Linked DNA regions of Danio rerio: region 1 is linked to region 2. The links are chromatin contacts, called in public Micro-C maps. All regions are on one chromosome and are shown on one strand. The core of a region is the stretch at or near the end of the contact, and the rest is flanking DNA. Distances in the headings are between cores, read along the strand shown. Region 1 overlaps mical2a (microtubule associated monooxygenase, calponin and LIM domain containing 2a). Region 2 overlaps mical2a (microtubule associated monooxygenase, calponin and LIM domain containing 2a).

What was found. A called contact is a pair of places that touch in the nucleus more often than the background predicts.
Region 1: a contact with region 2 is called in a Micro-C map of caudal fin, with 1.8 times the contacts expected there. The contact joins two enhancer-like sites. A contact is called at or near these places in 2 of 18 Hi-C or Micro-C datasets (caudal fin and an unstated tissue).

The regions. Positions count from the first base shown.
Region 1 is chr7:71,033,377-71,038,636 of GRCz12tu, forward strand. It overlaps mical2a (microtubule associated monooxygenase, calponin and LIM domain containing 2a), which reads left to right. Exons shown (of 29, transcript XR_012382810.1): 18 at 2,647-2,883. Among named protein-coding and RNA genes, the nearest start is that of parvab, 66 kb to the right of the region's middle. Within about 2 kb of position 2,790, at least 19 of the 62 cell types and tissues checked have an H3K27ac peak or open chromatin away from gene starts, as enhancers often do. A contact at or near this core is called in caudal fin, where this site is marked.
Region 2 is chr7:70,994,640-70,999,844 of GRCz12tu, forward strand. All of the region lies in intron 4 of mical2a (microtubule associated monooxygenase, calponin and LIM domain containing 2a), which reads left to right. Among named protein-coding and RNA genes, the nearest start is that of mical2a, 67 kb to the left of the region's middle. Within about 2 kb of position 2,427, at least 3 of the 62 cell types and tissues checked have an H3K27ac peak or open chromatin away from gene starts, as enhancers often do. A contact at or near this core is called in caudal fin, where this site is marked.

The sequences.
Region 1 (5,260 bases), core at 1,540-4,039, 39 kb after region 2:
TTGCAATGATAATGTGAAAATGCTGCCAAATTAAAGTAAACTTTAATGTGTGAATAATAATGAGACTGTAAACCTCAAACTCTGTAAACAAAACTAATTATGATAATTAAATCTGAGCTTTAAAGGAACCAACCATCATTATTCAAATACATACTGCCACATACTGCAACAATTGTGAAGTTGAATGACCACATTACCCCCTATGCTAAAACATCTTTCAGATGGGGAGCTAGTGGCTGGGATGCACATGAAAAGAAACCAAAAAGCCACTTTGGCGACATCCTTGCATCCTCTTTTATATACAATCTCCTCACTGCTGCTATACAGCACTCATTTTCACATGTGTTATTTTTCTGACCTGAAGTGACAAGCGTGCGCGTGGATTCCTTGACCATTTACAATGGACTTTTCTCATGCTCAACTGGCATCTCTTGTAGCTAGGCAACAATCAAGCGTTTTCTCGGAAGATGACAAATTAACAAAGCATTGCTGCAGTTTCGATACAAGTTTATAGAGAGAATTAAAAAGTACTGCAGTGTTTAGATGCACTGTTTACCATTATCACTAAAATGTGTGTATTCCATGCAAAGTGGAAACCAGATTAGTTTGTTCAACATGAATTCTAGTGCGCTAGGGGCATTCGGAAAAGTTGCGTGTCTCCATTAGAAAAGACAAACTGACACTTTAGCTTATTGGCAACGCTTCAAGGCGCGCGCTTAGCAGCCACATTTTTATAAAACTATAGCACTTCATAGCGAAACTACATACAGAATTTTTTTTTTTAATTATCCATATTGACAATGGTGTTCGGTCAATAAATATCAACACAGATTTTATTGCCCAGCCCTGTGTTCACATGCTCTGAAATGATTGCCCTTGAAGGTCATCGGTTAACCAGTCTTTATCATATGAACACAATGGCCAATCAGTGGTGTTTAAGAACATGCTCAACTGCACTCAGCACTACCGAAGTCAATACTTTTGACAACCCTAGACTGTAGTAACAGACAGTGACAGGATTAAGGGGTTGAACCAGTAATGATATTATGTAGTAGTTATTCAATCCAGGCTTATTGAAGATACGTGCTGAGGACTACATTTTTGGGAACCACAAAATATGTGCCCAGGGCTATGTCTCCTTGCAGTTTTTGTTTTCACAAATCCACTGGAGGCTGCTGTATACACTTTTAACAATCTTAAATACGTTACCACGAATGCACCGCTCATAAAATCCACCAGAGGCCACTGTGTACATTTCTGCGAGTATGAACATCCTTCTTGTGCGTGTCTTTGAGAGAAGCCGGTTGATTTGTCAGGATGCATATATTAGCTTGCAATCTACTAACCCACCCACCCCTTCCCTAAACCCAACCAATAGTGTATTTAAAGGCAAACTAGCAAGAGAAGGGCAGGTTGGCATTTTTGTACGGAGTTGGCATGTTCTTCCCGTGTTGTTGTGGGTTTCCTCGGGGTGCTTCAGTTTCCGCCACAAACCAAAGACATGTGGTATAGGTGAATTGAATAAACTAAACTGAACGTAGTGTATCAGTGTGCGGGTGAATGAGTGTGTATGGATGTTTCCCAGTACTGGGTTGCATCTGGAAGGGCATCTGCTGCGTAAAACATGGTTGGAAAACATGCTGGAATAGTTGGTGGTTCATTTCTCTGTGGCGATCCCTGATAAATAAGGGACTAAGCTGAAGGAAAATGAATGAACTAGAAGAGAAAAAAAAAACACCACAAATTCACGCTCCTTTTTTGGTTTTGTTTTACTTGTTTTTAGAACCGTTCTTTGTCAAACTCAAACCTCAACGCCGTACAAGGCGAGCTACCGAGCAAACTGGTCACACCGGAAGAGCAGTCCATACAGAAGTAAGCAGTCAGCAGTAGTGCGAAAAAAAACTTGTACACAAAATGCAGCAATGTAGCCCCAGGTATATGAATCAAAATTCCCAAAAATGGAGCCCTGGGCACATATTCCCAATAAGCCAGTATGTGTTGCAGTTATAATAGTGTTGGAACTGGGCCATTCTCAGTGGATTTATTGCATCATCGAGCCACATCTCAGCCCTGCCCAAAAAATATTACAAAGAGTCTTTGTAATGCATTTCAGCAATACATTTCTACCGTTTATAATTCTCAGAACTCTCTTTACCCAGACTTTTATTTTTTCAGTAAATCATAATGCAATATCTTTCAGAAGTATAAATGGTTGGTTGGATGTTTATTCAGTTCTTTTATTCAGCTAAGTCACATTAATAATTGTTGAAAGGTCAATATAATGACATCATGTAATTAAGTAATGACAGCTGAGAAATCAGTTTTGACATCACAGAAATAAATGATGCTAACAAAACAAACATGATATAAATCAGAATATATCGATTTAATCTTATGTTTGATCAAAGACATTTTGCTTTGTTTAGAGGAAAAAAAAACTAATTTAATGTTTATTTCAATCAAACTTTTCACCGCCAGTTTTATCATTATTATTTCAAAAATTTAAAACAGAGTAATATGCCAGGCATTACAATAGCTGAGCTAAATGCCACTGTGTAAATCTTTACCTCACTATAAACACACCCTAAAGTTCCCAAAGTATGTCTGTGTACAGCAGTAGTGTCCATATGTGCTGTGTGTTCACAGTTTCCATCCATTGCCCTTGTGCAACACAGCGATGAGTCTTCAGATCCTCTGTTCCTCTCGCTTCATTCCAGTCCTCTGAATCCACGGAGGAAACCACTTCACCCGTCACACACACACACACATGCTCAACCACCTCACACAGAGTCAGACACAGAGAGCTCAGGAAGCCGCACAGCAGTGCTGGCTGTGACCGCGATGCTCCAGCGCCTCCAGAGGGTGGAAGAAGAGATCAGCCAGGTGAAACACCACCAACCTCTTTCTGGCCTTTTGCTGGAGGTCCTGAATTATATTTAGCGTCTTTAACAGCTATGTATTCACATTAAAAAAGGAATAATTGCTACAGAATGTACTTATCATATTCAGGGTTTATGAAGCATGGTTAAAGACAGAGACAAGTTTAGCACTAGTGGTGGGTTATGTTTAGATATTTCTGCGCAGAATTTAAAAATAAAATCTGCGAATATATGTGGAATGACTTTGAGAGAAACTAGAAACTTAAACAAAGCTACAGTAAGTCTCTCATATAATATATCAGTAACACTTTTGTTTAGGCCACAATTCGCTGCATTAACAAATCATTAACTAACACTATTAGTTTAATAAAGTAAATAATAAATAATAAAATTAGCTGTTTATTAGTTGTAGTAAGGTAGGAGTTGAGTTTAGGTTTTAGGTAGGATTAGGGATGCAGAATAAAATCATACTTCATAACTAATGAGCAGTTAATATGTTAATAAGAGACAGGTAACAAGCCAGTAGTTAATAGCATGAATTGTGACCTAAACTAAAGCGCTACCAATATATCTACCAAAAGGCTAAAAAATATTACTTTGCAAAGTGTATTTTACATGAATTATTAAATAATTATTAATAAATATTCATATTGTTCAATAATATTACTGAAATTAATATAAAAACTGAATGCATATATAGTGCATTCTGAAAGTATTCATAGCGCTTTTTTTTGTTGTTGTTGTTACAGCCTTATTCCAAAATGGATTAAATTAATTTATTTCCTCAAAATTCTACACACAATACCCCATAATGACAATATGAAAAAAGATTTTCTGAAATTGTTGCAAATTTATTAAAATAAAAAGCCCTAAAAAATCACAATACTTTCTTAATACAGCGGACGTTTCTGGAGACCGCGAAATACGTCCCGGGAGGTACGTATTTGTGCAGTTTTTGTTTTTGCGAATCCGCGAGAGGCCACTGTGCGCGCTTTTTTCGTATCTCAAACGTCTCTCGCGAGTGCCGTTCGCGCCCGCGCTGTTCTCGCGTCAACCCACTAAAGGCCACTATCTGACTGACCAAATGATTGACTGCGTGACCGGCCAATCGGCTGACCCACCCTCCTCCTTCCCAGTTTTACCGATTGACCCGCCCGCCCGCTCACTTCCCTAAACCTGAGCAACAATTTAGAAAAGCCGTCTAGAAAAAGAAAAACCCTCATCTGTTTTTTTTTTTTTTTTTTTACCGTGTTTTCACCTCAACTCGTTCGCTTTATTTTTTGGATTCTGTTTTTGTCTTGCCTGGTTTCTGGAACCGCTCTTCCCTGAACTCGAACCCGGGTGCCTTTGTCAACTCATCCTCTCTGCATCTGAAGTCCGCCGAAGCACACGATGAGCTGACCGGACAAACTGACTGCAGCGGGAAAGCCCTCCACATGGAGGTAAGCAGTCAGCTGGCAAGCGCGAAAGGGAACGGCGTCACACCACCCCGTAGTGTTTGCTTAAAAAAATGAAATGCAGCCATACGTACCTCCCAGGACTTATTTCGCGGTCTCCAGAAATGTCCGCTGGACTACGTTTTCAGAATGAGCCTGGGTTGCATTTTCAGATATCTCTAGAGATGTTCAATAGGATTTAGATCTGGGCTCTGGCTGGACCACTCAAGGACATTCCTAGAGTTGTTGCAAAGCCACTCTGTTGATATTATGGCGGTGTGCTTTGAGTCATTGTCCTGCTGGAAGATGAACCGTTGCGCAGTCTGAGGTCAAAAGCACTCTGAAGCAGGTTTTCATTCAGGATGTCTCTGTACATTGCTGCATTCATCTTTCCCTCTATCCTGACTAGTCTTCCAGTTCCTGCTGCTGAAAAACATCCCTACAGCAAGATGCTGCCACCACTATGCTTCACTGTAGGAATGGTATTAGCCTGGTAATGAGCGGTGTCTGGTTTTCTCCAAACATAACGCCTGACATTCACTCCAAAGAGTTTAGTTTTAGTCTCATCAGACCAGAGAATTTAGTTTCTTATGGTCTGAGAGTCCTTCATATGCCTCTTGGCAAATTCCAGGTGGGGAGTGACTTCAGTCTGGCCACTGTACCATACAGGCCTGATTGGTGGATTGCTGCACTGATGGTTGTTCTTCCATAAGGTTCCGTAAGAAGAACGCTGGAGCTCAGGCAGAGTTACCATCTAAGTGACTAAGTGACTAAGACCCTTCTACCCCGATTGCTCAGCTTAGATGGCCGGCCAGCTCTAGGAAAATTTCTGGTGGTTCCAAACATCTTCCACTTATGGATAATGGAGGCCACTGTGCTCATTGGAACTTTCAGAGCAGCAGAAATTTTTCTGTAACCTTCCCCAGCCTTGTGCCTCGAGAAAAT
Region 2 (5,205 bases), core at 1,177-3,676:
CATGCAAACTCCACAAAGAAATGCCAACTGACCCAGCTGGGACATGCACCAGCGACTTTCTTGCTATGAGGCTACAGTGCTAACCACTGAGCCACTGTGTCACTCTTATAATGAAGCTTAGTATTGAAATGTTATTTTTACTCTTTTTGGCTAATCTGTTCGTCTGTCGTCCAGCATTTTCTTTGGCTCCCTCTCTCTCTAAGGTTTTCAGGGTCATTCTGTTATTTCAGAAAGACATGATGATGTATTCGCTATGATAGCCGTTTCCTTGACAACCAAACAACACCTGCAGAGCCGTTAATGCCTTTTTAATGCCTGCGGAAAAGTGTTCTGATCCACTTCTACTCTTCCCTCCTGTCATTTTATGACTACATAGCATGCATAGCGTCGGCTCGCTAGCACGCGGCTCCGCTATCTCATTTCACAAGCTTTCTAAAGATCAGAGAAACTGAGAAACAATTAGCTGATCGTGATAATTAGAAACAGATCTCATAGGTCCCAGCCGGCAGTGTGTTTCCATATGTGTCCGCTTTGGTCATCTACGAAAGAACAACATTGCGTAAGCTTCTCCAGACCATTAGCAATCTCTCGCTCTCTCTTCAACAGCAGTGACTGCAGGCTGATAAAAACACGAGAGCTTTCTAAATTCAGACTGTGTGATTGCAGCGACCTTGTAATGTGACCTTGAGGCGATACTTGTGGATCTGTGAAATCTTGGATTAATTTGTTTGAAGTCACGTAAACTTACATTAGAGGATTGGAGGTTAACTGACATTAGAGGTTGGTTTAATTATCGACTTGCTCTAACTATATGTTTTTATATTGCATAATGAGCTGGGCAAGATTGCATAATGCTTGAGTACCTCATGGTTCAAGCTAAATTCTCAAGTTTTAAGTTAATTTTTATTTTTTGGATAGCAAAATCCAGATGTTTGCAACTAAAATGTCGGATTTTGTTGATTTTTTTGCAGCATTTTTTTATTATTGTTTTTGCAGTGAAAATATGCACAAAACTTAATTTACAGTATGATTAATTTTTTTAACCTTGAGAATCATTGATCCCTGTAATATTCTTAAATTAAAAGAACAGAGTTTACCCCTAAAGCCTGCTATCTAATATTTGAAAATGAAAGCAATTTATTTGGCAATGAATGCTAAGTCGGCTGTGTTTTGATGGCTTCATGAACATGTTGATGGAAATGATGTGTGCGCACTATGAGTGGGAGAAAGAGAGAGTGAAGGCTACGCTTATGATGACAGACGCATAAACTATAAAGAATTTTAGCGTAAGAGAGAGGAAAGAGAAAGGAAACCAAAAACTTGAATGTTCATTTTGTAATATTTGTTTCAGATTAAATAGTAGAGGTAACAGCTGTTGTAGTAATAAAAATAATAATATTCATAATTTCTATTATATATAAAAAATAAAAAAATAAATAAACGTTACAAATCCTCAAGTCACCAGCCACATTTCTTTGCAAATACAGTGTTTAATTTAACTTTATTTTAGTTTAATGTAGTTTTGTTTTTGGTAGTGTTTTGTTTCATTTAATTTTGTTTTGTTTTAATTTAACTGTATTTTATTTTATTTTATTTATTATTCTATTCATTCATTTTTATTTAGTTTTAATTTATTTGACATATTTTTTTGTTTGTTTAATTTAATTTAATTTGAATTTAATTTTATTTTTGTTTTCTTTTGTATACATTTTCTTTGTTTTGTTTTTTTTTGTATAGTTTTGTTTTGGGGCTGAACGGTGGCGCAGGGGGTAGCACGTTCACCTCACAAGAAGGTCGCTGGTTCGAGCCCTGGCTGGGTTAGTTGGTATTTCTGTGTGGCATGTTCTCCCAGTGTTCGCGTGGGTTTCCTCCGGGTGCTCCGGTTTCTCCCACAAGTTCAAAAACATGTGGTACTGGTGAATTGAGTAAGCTAAATTGTCCGTGGTGTATGTGTGAGTATGGGTGTTTCCCAGTGATGGGTTGCAGCTGGGAGGGCATCCACTGTGTAAAACATTTGCTGGATAAGTTGGCTGTTCATTCCTGATTATTACAGGGACTTAGGCGAAAAGAAAATGAATGAATGAATGAATGAATGAATGAATGAATGAATGAATGAATGAATGAATGAATGAATGAATGAATATGCAATTATGCACATGGCACTATGTGGTAAAGGGTGACTTTGAACTGTCTCTTGATTGGCCGAAATATGCAGGAAATCTGCGGCAACTGAAAAAAATTTCTCTAAAAAACAAACTCTTGCTTGTATATGCGTTAAATTCAGCGATCACAAAAATGTTAAATCCTGGAGGGCCTGACTTGTATTTGTTAGACAGTCTTGGATTATTTAGCTTGAAGTCAAGCTGTACACTTTTGACATTGGTTGGCTCAACTGTTGAGTGACTTGCTGTGACTACATGTTTTTGGAATGTGTAGCGCGCCGGGCAAGATTGCATAACGCTTACATGAATAACAGTACCTGGTCTTGTCGAAATATGTGGCTGTTAGAAAAACGTTTCCATTTAGACGAATATTTTCATTTAAAACAACCCAAGGTTCCCTTACAGCAAGAACAGACCCTCAAAAGTGATTCTGGGTGACATATTTCAATATTAATTTGTATTTATTGTGCTATTGCTCCACCCTGCTACTGTCCGCCAAATAAAGGAAAATAAAATATTGCTCCAATATTTCTCTTTAATAGTTTGGGATGCTTGAAAGGATTGTTTACACAAAAATGAGAATTCTGTCATCATTTACTGTAATGTATGTTCAAGATCTGATGACTTTCATTCTTGTGTTGAACATACAAGCAGATGTTTTAAATAAGTCGGTGACCGAACAGATTCAGTGCATACTGACTTATTTGTATAAGATTTGTTTGGAGGAAAAACAATGGAAGTAAATGGGAACCAAAACTGCTTGATTTCAAGCATTCTCCAGAATATCCTAGTGTGTGAGAGTGTTCCACAGAAAAATATATAATTTGGGTACTTCTAACTGAATGTAACGTATATCCAGATACTTACAGTTACTGCATTTAATTTCAAATAAAATGAAGATGTATAATTGTTTAAACTTGTTAAATAGTTAGTTGAACTTTTCTGACCCACTTAAGTTGGACTGAAATATATTTAAATGGATTTATATGCATACTGAAAAACTGGTAAATCTGACTTCATTTAGTTTGCAACGCCTAACGTCCAATAATACAATTTATTCCTAAAGGACAAAAGTAAAAAAAAAAAAAACGGCCTACTTTTTGGTCTTATTTTCATTTTAAAAACCGTTTCACTCAGATGTACGTCATAATAAGAAAAAAAAAACAACGATATCAACTTCTGTTTCATTTAATGAAAAACAAAAAAGCAATTCATACAAAAAATGAAATTTACCTCATTATTTACTAGGGCTAAAATGAGAATCACCATTTTCTTGCTTAAAGGGCACCTAGGTTACCGCTTTTTTCAGATTTAATATAAGTCTTTTGTGTCTCCAGAATGTGTCTAAAGTTTCAGCTCAAAACACCCATCAGATTTTTTATTATACCTTTTACAAGTTTCTCTTTTATACCTTTTAGCATCAGGTAGCTGTTTTGCTGTACTGCGCCTTTAAGGCTAGTCCTCTTCGCTCACCGTTTCTACATGCCTTTCTGCGTGCCTTAATCTCCTCCCTCGGCTGATTCAGACAACAGACAGACATAAAGGAAGCAGATCTCACGTAGCGTTTGTGAGAAATACTACAGTAGGAACTTTACCAATGAGTATTTAATGCATTTGTTGTGGAGTTGCAACAATGAGTCACCCACAACGTCATTACAAAGTTCAAGCCCACACACAGATACACACACACACACATACACAGCGCAGCGCAAATGTGACAGGATACAGGTTAATCTCCACTGCTGTATGGATATCTGTTATGTTAATGGACAAAATAAACCTGATTTAACCTCCACAAACCGGGATGGAAGTGTCTAATTTTATAATTGTCCTGACACGCGGCTATGGTGATAAAGTAAAGCTGAAGTAAATCGCTGTACTTCATTTCACACATGCTCTGTTTTAAAACATTTTAAACATGTGAAACTTACTCTTGATCACATTTGATGATGATTAATGATCCTAGCAAACTGAACAGACCTTTCATTCCCGGTTGCTTTGCACACGTCCTGTCTTGTTGATATGATTATACAGGTGACTACCGGGACATGTTAATACGTAGCTGTCAATCAATTCTGTTGGCGGGGGGACCGCACTCCTACATCAAGTTGAAGTCAGTCTGAAAACCACTCCATTTGATCCACTGTTTTTATGTTGTTAAATTAAAAAAAAAAAGTACTGGGTGTGTTTATATCACCCCAATATGGCGGTCTATACGCTATACCTACACACATGTCTGTCCAAACTGCTTGAAAAGTAGATTTTTCACCATGGGTGCCCTTTAAAATCAACATCCCGATTTTCTCATGATTCTGTAGCTGTAAAATAAAGGTTAATATGATTAGCGTATTATTGTTGTTATTTCTCAAACATATGGTAAAACAGCACTAATAATATTCGCCCTATGTGTACAGTAGTTCTACTGCTGGTTATAATGCTACATTTTGAATAGACTTAACATGACTTTAAATGCGTCCTGGTTGCTAATGCAAAGTAAAGTGGTGACATTAGAATTCAACTATTCATAATCTCAACAAAAAGTACTCCAGGGTGTCTCGAACCTTTATCATCAAGGGCCCTATCATACACCCGACGCAGTGTGGCGCAAGGCGTGGCGCAATAGTCTTTTGGTAGTTCCAGCTTGGCGCAAGAGTCGTTTTGAGGCGTTGCGCTACGCTATTTAAATAGCAAATGCATTAGCGCTCATTTGTGCGCCCATAGGTGTTCTGGTCTAAAAAGGAAGGCGTTCTGAGGCAGACCGCTGGCGCGTTGCTATTTTGAGAATCTATAATAGATTTTTCATTAGACCAAAACTAACCCGGTCTAAACTCCGGCGCAGAGTTGCGCCACGCTTACGCACTGCTTAATACGCACAAGAGAGCAATAGGCAAATATCTTTACATATGAAAAAAAATTAAATATTAAGGATATATATAGGATATAATAAGAATAGATATAGGATATAAATATAAAGGATTAAAATATTACAAAACATATTATTTTCTAGCCTACATAAATATGAAAAATCACTGCTTTTATGTCT